Regions from separate parts of the Mus musculus genome. Here region 2 is linked to region 1. A link is a contact called in public HiCAR-type data. All regions are on one chromosome and are shown on one strand. Each heading gives the region's core, a stretch centred on a gene start, on an enhancer-like site or on the middle of the called end of the contact. The rest is flanking DNA. Distances are from core to core; before and after follow the strand shown. Region 1 overlaps Gm36535 (a long non-coding RNA gene). Region 2 has its middle 13 kb from the start of Gm30032.

Evidence for each region. HiCAR-type assays count read pairs that join an accessible place to other places.
Region 2: a contact with region 1 is called in a HiCAR-type map of astrocytes, with 2.9 times the contacts expected there. The contact joins two enhancer-like sites. A contact is called at or near these places in 4 of 484 Hi-C or Micro-C datasets (the 3T3-L1 cell line, 3T3-L1-derived adipocytes, embryonic fibroblasts and 1 more), 8 of 115 datasets of contacts at active chromatin or transcription factors (the NIH/3T3 cell line, T-cell acute lymphoblastic leukemia, astrocytes and 5 more) and 1 of 9 other capture datasets (embryonic stem cells).

What each region holds. Positions count from the first base shown.
Region 1 is chr5:111,798,314-111,802,352 of GRCm38.p6, reverse strand. Gm36535 (a long non-coding RNA gene) reads right to left here. Exons shown (of 2, transcript XR_003955955.1): 2 at 1-1,482. Among named protein-coding and RNA genes, the nearest start is that of Gm36535, 7.0 kb to the right of the region's middle. Within about 2 kb of position 2,157, at least 175 of the 459 cell types and tissues checked have an H3K27ac peak or open chromatin away from gene starts, as enhancers often do. A contact at or near this core is called in astrocytes, where this site is marked.
Region 2 is chr5:112,131,832-112,135,870 of GRCm38.p6, reverse strand. No RefSeq gene overlaps it. Among named protein-coding and RNA genes, the nearest start is that of Gm30032, 13 kb to the right of the region's middle. Within about 2 kb of position 1,985, at least 54 of the 459 cell types and tissues checked have an H3K27ac peak or open chromatin away from gene starts, as enhancers often do. A contact at or near this core is called in astrocytes, where this site is marked.

The sequences.
Region 1 (4,039 bases), core at 908-3,407:
AGGACCAAGCTCCCCGTGTCTGCCATAGTCATCTGTTCCTGAACATAGGGACCAGGTCTTTATTTCCTGCCGCTCACTGCCCTGGATTCCAGCATCCTGAATTCACCTTGAAAAGAAGCCACCCACACCAGATCCTTCTCTGTAGCTCTGCCCCAACAGTGACTTCAGATACTCCTATAGACTGACATCATTCCCATTCCAGAGATAGAAGATGTGGGGCCAAGGGGCTGGGGAGTGTGTTCAAGGTCACAGAGCTCTGGAAGTCACAGAACCCTCTCTGTTGGTTAAAATGGTAATGGTGTTTTTGTTTGTTTTAAAAGATACATTTGTTTGTTTGTTTGTTTATTATATGTAAGTACACTGTAGCTGTCTACAGACACCCCAGAAGAGGGCATCAGATCTCATTACGGATGGTTGTGAGCCATCATGTTGTTGTCGGGATTTGAACTCAGGACCTTCGGAAGAGTAGTCAGTGCTCTTAACCACTGAGCCATCTCTCCAGCCCCCAAAATGGTAATGTTGTTGAATGGACAGTCTCCAGCATCACCTAGGAGTCAGACCTCTGGGCCTGTCTGTGACGGAATTTCTAAGGTTAGGTTAACTGAGATGGGAGATACACTCTAAATGTGAAAACCACCATCCCTGGGCTAGGATCCAGGCCTGGATACAAAGAAGAAATTGAACTGAGTACCAGCATTTGTGACTGTGGATGCCATGTGTGGTCTGCTTTCTCATGCCTTGTCTTTCCTGATGGGCATGATGTCCTCAATCGGGGACAGAATAAAACCCTTCTCCTTCTGATGGCTCTTGTAGGATATTTCTTCACAGCAATGAAAAAAAAAAACAAACTATTCTAAGCTCTCTAGAGCCCTGCCCTTTAAGCTTCCTCACTACTGCACCAGCCATCGGCGCTGGAAAGCATTTGTCCCAGGGCCTTTATTGTGTGCAGAGGAAACCTCAACCCCATCTGAGACAGGCTTGGTGATAATGCTGTTCTCAGAGGAACTGGGGTCCATGAGACACAGCTGGGAACATGTACTACAGCAGGAGAATTGGGGGAACCCTGAGACACAGCTGGGGACACACACTGCAGCAGGGGACATGGGGACCCTGAGGCACATCTAGGGACATGCACTGCAGCAGGGAACATGGGGTCCCTGAGGCACAGCTGGGACATGCACTGTAGCAGGGGAATTGGGGGACCCTGAGCCACAGCTGGGACATGAACTGCAGCAGAGACAGGCTTGGTGATAGCTTTGTTCTCAGGGGAAGTAGGGTCCCTTAGGCACAGCTGGGGACATGCACAGCTCCAGCTTGTCTACCCTCGATCCAACTTACCATGTGGCCGATGGAGAAGCCTAGAGGAGTATGGAACTCGGGCAGAAGCCAGCTTCTCTCTGTGGATCTGAGCTTCCTGACTATTGATGTCCCCGAGCTTGAGACTCAGTTTCCCCACTTTCAAAGTAGAGACCTCCCGATGACCTAGGAATAACTTCCGTGTACAGAACAGTCGACACTTTATGAGGTGACCCTCACAAGCCACTCAGCACAGCGCCCCACCATGGCAGTTGGGGGACACACACTCTGTAGCATCTATCTCGAATGAGCCCTGTGAACAACCTGGTTCATGATGACAGGATGCAGCCACCATGCGCAGGGTCCCTGAGTGAAGACGTGACAGAGTTGAGCAAAGGGTGTGTCTGGAGCACAGCGGACGCTCTGCGAATGAGCACTAACATCCGTGTCAAGTGTTATTAATTGTTATCAACATCACAGACACTGCTGACATCTGTATTGGGTACCTAACATTCACAGTCTAGGAGAAATGATCTCTGAGTTCCTGACATCTGGGGACTCTGCACATCACAGGGGAGAGGATGCTTCCATTCAAGGGGTTTCCTTCAAGAATAATGAGGCCATCGTTTGATGGGTCAAACACCAGGGACCCTGGTATGTGAGAATCCAGAAAAGAAAAGAATGACCCTTAGGATCAGTGTCTCCCAAGCACGGCCAGGGGTTGACTTACACTGTTGATCTGACGCTCAAATGGAACTGGGTGTCCTGTGTTTCCACTTGCTAGACCATAAAACCACTGGTATCCATGACAACAGCTCCTGTAACTTGAGGAGCCCAGTGACTCCCCAGGCTGCAGAGCTGGCCTGCCAAGGCTCTTGGCCTAGGCCCTGGGCTCAGTCACTTCCTGTGGCTGGCTGTCTTGAGCAGGGCTGGGCTTCTCTGCTCAAGTCGCATTAGGCCAGCTGTCTTGACTCCTGCGTCCTGGTGGATTCTAAAGTCTGTGGACGATTTTGTACAAAACTCAGGAACGTGGACCTTGCTGTGTGCACTTCAGGGTCCCAGGCGAGCCACCTGCTCTGGCACACCGTGGTTGGGTCCCCGGGCCCCGGCTGTGGTTGTAATATGACCCAGTCCAAGGCAGACGGGTGCTGACTTGCAGTGAGCAAAGCAGCCAGGACAGAGCAGCGTGGAGAAGGAAAAGAATCCGAGATGAGGCAAGCCTGGCCTCGGGTGACCTGGCCCGAAGGCGGCCAGCCAAAGCTGGGTGTGGAGACCTTCCTACGCACATCCTAGGCTGGCAGAAGGCTCTTGAGGTCAATGCCAAGGTCAAAAGCAGGCACTGAGTCACCTGGAGATGGGATTCAGGACTCTCTGTCCCAGCCCCAGCCTGGCCTCTTTCTCTGGCTTGTTGCTCTTCTCCTCCCTCTAGGCTGCCTCTGCCGAGAGAGGGTCCCTGAGTGGGTCCCTCCAGCCAATACTCTGGAGGCATCCCACCCTGGACTCGTGCTTTTAAAGCTGGTTTCTCTGAGTTACAGGCCAGAACTGGGTTCCCAAGCCAGGCTCTCATCACAGGAGAGGCATGGCTAGTGACCTTCAACTGTGGACCTTATTCAAACAGTGCACAAAACTCTGATCCTAAGGAGAGGCTCAAGCTGCAGATAAAAACCCCTTCCTTCCTTTTCTTCTCTCACTTCTCTCCCTCTGCCTTTCTCCCCCTGTCTCCCTCTCTTGAGGAAGGAAGGGCTCTTAGGAATGAGACAATTTACAAAAGGTTCTGCACAGCCAAGGCATCTCTAGAGCATTCTCAGGGCTCAGAATGATCGGAGGCAAGGAAGGCAGAGCGCCTGGCCAAAGGCCTGCAGCTCCATACGAGGGCTCTGCCGTGGCTGTGCAGCCTCTAAGGGTTTTGCTCTCCTGGTTTGGTTTGGATTAGATCAGAGGGGCCAGTCTGGGGGCCTAGTTGAATATCCCTGTGCTAGCCCATCCCTGAGAGTGCTGGTGCTGGGACATGGAGAAGAACAAAGTATAAGGACCCATAAGGACCATCCATGGGTGTAAGTAGGAGGTGACGCCCGCTGGGGAAGCCCCGGGGTCGGTGGGAAGGCACAGTATAAATGTGTCCATCATGGGGAGGATACCCCACCACCTTCCAAGCCACTAGAACCAGGAACCCACTATGTTGGAGGAAAGAAACTTTGGAATCTTCTGTGGGTGCAAGGCAGAGTCCTGGTCCCCTTCCTCTACTGATTCAGACTTAGACTCACACTATCTGTCTAGAGATATAACATATCGGCCAGTCTTTAACAGACATTCACGCTGCCCTGGTGTGTAGAAGTGTTTCCAAGCTTCACCTATACTGAGAGAATTGGAGTTCAGAGAAACAGTGAGCCACGTGAGAACACACAGCAGGATTCCCTGGGAACCAGAAGACAGGACAGGCTTGTTCTGGAGTGGATGGATGGATGGATGGATGAGTGGACACAGACAAATGGATAGATGGATAGATAGCTAGATAATAGGTGAAGAGATGGTAGATAGATGATAGATTAGATAGATGACAGATTGATAGAGGGATTCATAGATAGATAATAGATAAATAGATACATTATGATAGATTAGATAAATAGATGGTATGTTGATAGATACATAGATAGATGATTGATAGGTTGATAGATTGATAGGCAAATACATAGGTAGATGATAGAGATAGATGGATGGATAGATAGATAGATAGATAGATAGA
Region 2 (4,039 bases), core at 736-3,235, 330 kb before region 1:
CACAGGAATGAGGCAGAAATGGCAGATTGTCTGTCCTGAGCCTATACCCCTTGATGCTTCACAAACTCCTTCTTTCCCTGTGGTTCCTGCCACACATTCTTGCCTGCTGGAGACTGGGAACCACATGACACAGATGTGAGTTAGTCATCCAAGGCCCCTCTCAAACTTCCCACTTCTAGCTGGCCCCAGACCATCCAGACCTTCTAGCCAATCTCAGATATAGTGGCCCACCCAGACAGTCTAGACTCTTGGCACTCAGAAAAGCCACTGAGTACTAATTAGCCATGTACTAGTGAGTGACAATGAGTAAACAGATGTTGCTTAATACTGCCAGATACTGGGTCATTTTGTTACACAGCAGTAGCTAGCAGCTACACCTCTATCATGAAGACTTGCCTCGAGGACCAAGTATAACTGTGTGAGAAACAATGTTGCTGTGTGTGGAACCCTGACTCTGCCTGGCCTTATGCTCAGATGTGGGAAGAGTCCAAATGTGTGCCTTCAAGGGCAGAGCATCCCAGTGCCTCACACACAGGGCCTGGTGTCTATGCATTGGCTGTTGGATACTATTGAGCCTGAGACTCTTAAGCCTTCCTCTGGCTTGGGTGTGGGTTCGAACTATGTGTCTAGAGGCTCTGGTGTCTCCGTTGCCCAGGGTTAATTGGGAGGCAGACTTTCTTGTGGTAGAGCTGTGTTAGACCAAGGCAGGGCAGGCAATGGAATGTGGGCCAACCTCAGCCCATGTGTGAATACAGACTCTGAGGTCCCAGCTCAGCCCTTGAGTCAGAGAGAACATTGTAACCAAAGTCCAGTGGGTTTGTGTGCCTGGGTTCCAGTGCACACCAGTTTATCCACAACACACCCTGCCCCATACACACAGACAAAGCTAGCTATGCTAAGGGACTGGTAGGCATGTAAAACATTTCCAATCCAGTGCAGAAGGACACTTTGGTAAGATACAGTACAAACAGCTAACAACTACAGACTTTAAATGGGAAATCAAACCCTTGCTCCATGCCTTTGCTCTGAGGGTGGATTTGATAGATGTGGTATTGCTATCTGCCACACCCTGGTTCCCTTCCCCTATAGGTCTCTCTCTGTGACAGGGCACAGTTAGCCAGCACCAGGTGTCATGGCCCCGCTCTGCACACCACCACGCTGGCATACACAGTGGTGGTGCAGCAGACAGCACGAGCCATGCGGAGCTGTGTTTGACATTGTCGACTGGGAAAGACGCTGGCCTTGGGCCGCACTCAGCAAACTGCTGGCTGGTGATTCTCCTCTTCTTTCTCAGCCTCCTGAGGACTATGACCATAGGTTTATGCCACCAAATCTGGCTCAGTAATACTTAAAACAAACTTTCCTCCATTTCCTGGGTAGGTAATGGGGGCCCAGAGACGTTAAGTTACTTGCCCAAGGCCGCTTAACACACTGGTGGCGTAACCTGAGTCCATTTGTTTGAACATTTCAAGGCAGGGGATTGGAAAGGAAGGCATGTCAGCAAGCGACACGCAGAGGACATTGTACCCTGTACTCTGCGTGAGTGACAGCTGTCAAGGAGCCAGGCACAGGGGAGGGCTCTGGCGTCTCCATAGCCGTCTTTTATGGGAAGCTGGCATCTTAGAATCTTTACCAGCTCAGGGCTGGGAGGGTCTCCATGGCCCTACTGTGTGTGATGCAGAGCCTGCCCTCCTATCCATCCGTGCTGCCAGGGCACAGGGCCAAGCTCAATTCACTGGGGCCCTCTCTCTTCCTTTCCTGTCCCTAGAGCTCTAGGGGCCCAGCAGAGAGGCCTAGGGTCTGGCAGGCTGGGTGAGGGCTTGTTATCCACAGGCTGATGGCTGCCACTGAAGACTGCCCGAGGACATCCAGGCGGGAGCTGTTTCTGAGGCCTGCTGTGCCCGGAGAGCTGGCTGCCAGTGTCTGTGCCCAGGGTCCGTGTGCTTCTTCACTGACTCATTAATCCTGATTAACAGAAAAAGGCAGCAGGCGGGGGCCCTCTTAACAGGCAAGCGGCGGCTGGCGTGCTTTCACCAAGCACAGTGGTGCCCAGGAGACTCAACATCGATGAATTATTCAAACCAGCCAAGGCAGGGAAACCCAAAGACATGGCGTGGTGGCACCTGCCCCCGTCCTGCCCCCGGGGCTGCTGTACCCTGCATCTTGGGGCACAGGCCCAGGGCTCCTTGGTGACTGTGCTCCGACCCCTCCTTCTCAGATGGAAGTTGAATTTGCAATTGATTGTTCCCAAGTGCCTTAGAGGTCTAGTAATGGATCCAAAATGACATTTCCCACCTGCCGGTCCCCGGGGGACACTGAAAAGGGTTTGTGGATGGGCCTATGATGGAGAATGTGACAGGGGAGGCTCAGAAGAGGGATGCATGTGTGTATGCATGTATACATGCATGTGTGTGTATGTATGAACATATGTATGTATGTGTGTATACATGCATGTGCTTGTATGTGTACGCATGCTATGTGCATGTGTGTTTGTGTGTCTGTATGTATACATGCATGTGTGTATGGGTGCCTATTGGTGTACACGTTTGTGTGTGTGTACACATGTTTGTGTGTGTATGTGCATGTACACATGCACATGTGTTATAAGTATGTAATCGTCTTTTTTTGGTAATGTGTCTACACATACGCACATGTGTTATATGTATGTACACATGCATGTGTGTGTATGTGTATATGTCACACAGTAGCAGCAATGCCTGGAATGTTAGGAGAGGAACCGCCCAGGGCCCAGAATAGAATACCACACCAATGGGCTGAGGGAGTATTTGGAGAATACAAGGGGTAAACTGAGGTTGGAAGGGGGACAGGCACCTGCCCCAAGTTGCTAAGTAACTGAAAACCATGGAGCTGGGCTCACAGCCCAGGCTGATTTGTCCCCAGCAGACTGACCCATGGCTGGGCACAGGCAGTGTGCCAGGCCTTGAGTGAAGGGTTTTGTTCCCTGGCATCTTCATGATTCCTATATTGATTCCCATGAGGAAGTGGAGTTCACAGAGACTGTGCCTCAAGGTAGGCTGGAGAGAGGCAGCCTTGAGTGCAGAGTGGTCCTGTGGGGTGCTGGGCCTACATTGAAGTTAGTGGCTCTGGGCCTCCCTGTATGCCAGGAATACAGTCAGTGAAACAGCCCTCCTGCCCAGACTGGGCATGCTGGGGCTCATGCTGCCACCTCCCTTCTGTCCCCAGACATGTGGGTGTAATCAAGTTTTCTTTTTTTTTTTTGTAATCGACTTTTCTAAAACTGTCTTTATAGCACCCATGGCATTTGGGGAGTTTGAACAAAGGCCCGAGAAGAGATTTCTGGACAAAGGGTGCAGAGGACCTGGATGTCTGGGCGCAAAACTAGTCCCTCCCAGGATGCCTGCTGTTAGCTGTGAGCAGGGTTGAGCATCCACAAGGCTTTCCTGAGTAGAGGCAGAAGCTGCTAATGGGTTGGAGTCGGGATGGGGCCTCTGAGCCCAACCGTGATGTGAAAGGACAGTGGTGACAGAAGTTTGGGGCTTGGCGAGCCTGTCACTGTGTAAGCCATTTACTCCTGAGCACACGTCAGGAGGTCGGCACCCCCAGGGCTGGCACCACCAGTGTCAGCATCCCTGGGGCCAGCATCCCCAAGGCTGGCACCCCTGGGGTCCCCTGGGGTCCCCTGGGGTCCGTATAGTGTTCATTTCTCAGAGGAGGAGACTGAAGCTCAGAGAAAAAGCTCAGGGGGAATAAAAGAGAGAGGATTTGAACCTGGGGTGTGTGACACCTAAGTGGGGTGCACTGTGCCTGGAGTATCTCTGTCTAGTCTTGAGCTTCTTTCACAACTCTGAGGTCCTGTGTCCCTTCCTGAGGCAACTGTTAGGGGTTCATGTCCTGAAGTCCTGGAGGAGGCATGTTGGCCTTTCAAGGCCCTGTCCTGAGAGAACCCCATCTTTCCCAGAGCCCTCCCCCCTCCTCAGCTCTGCTTTCTATAAACAGTGAATGACCTGGGTGCCTATCACTTCCAGTGACTGAGCCTTTGGCTTGCATAGAACTCGTT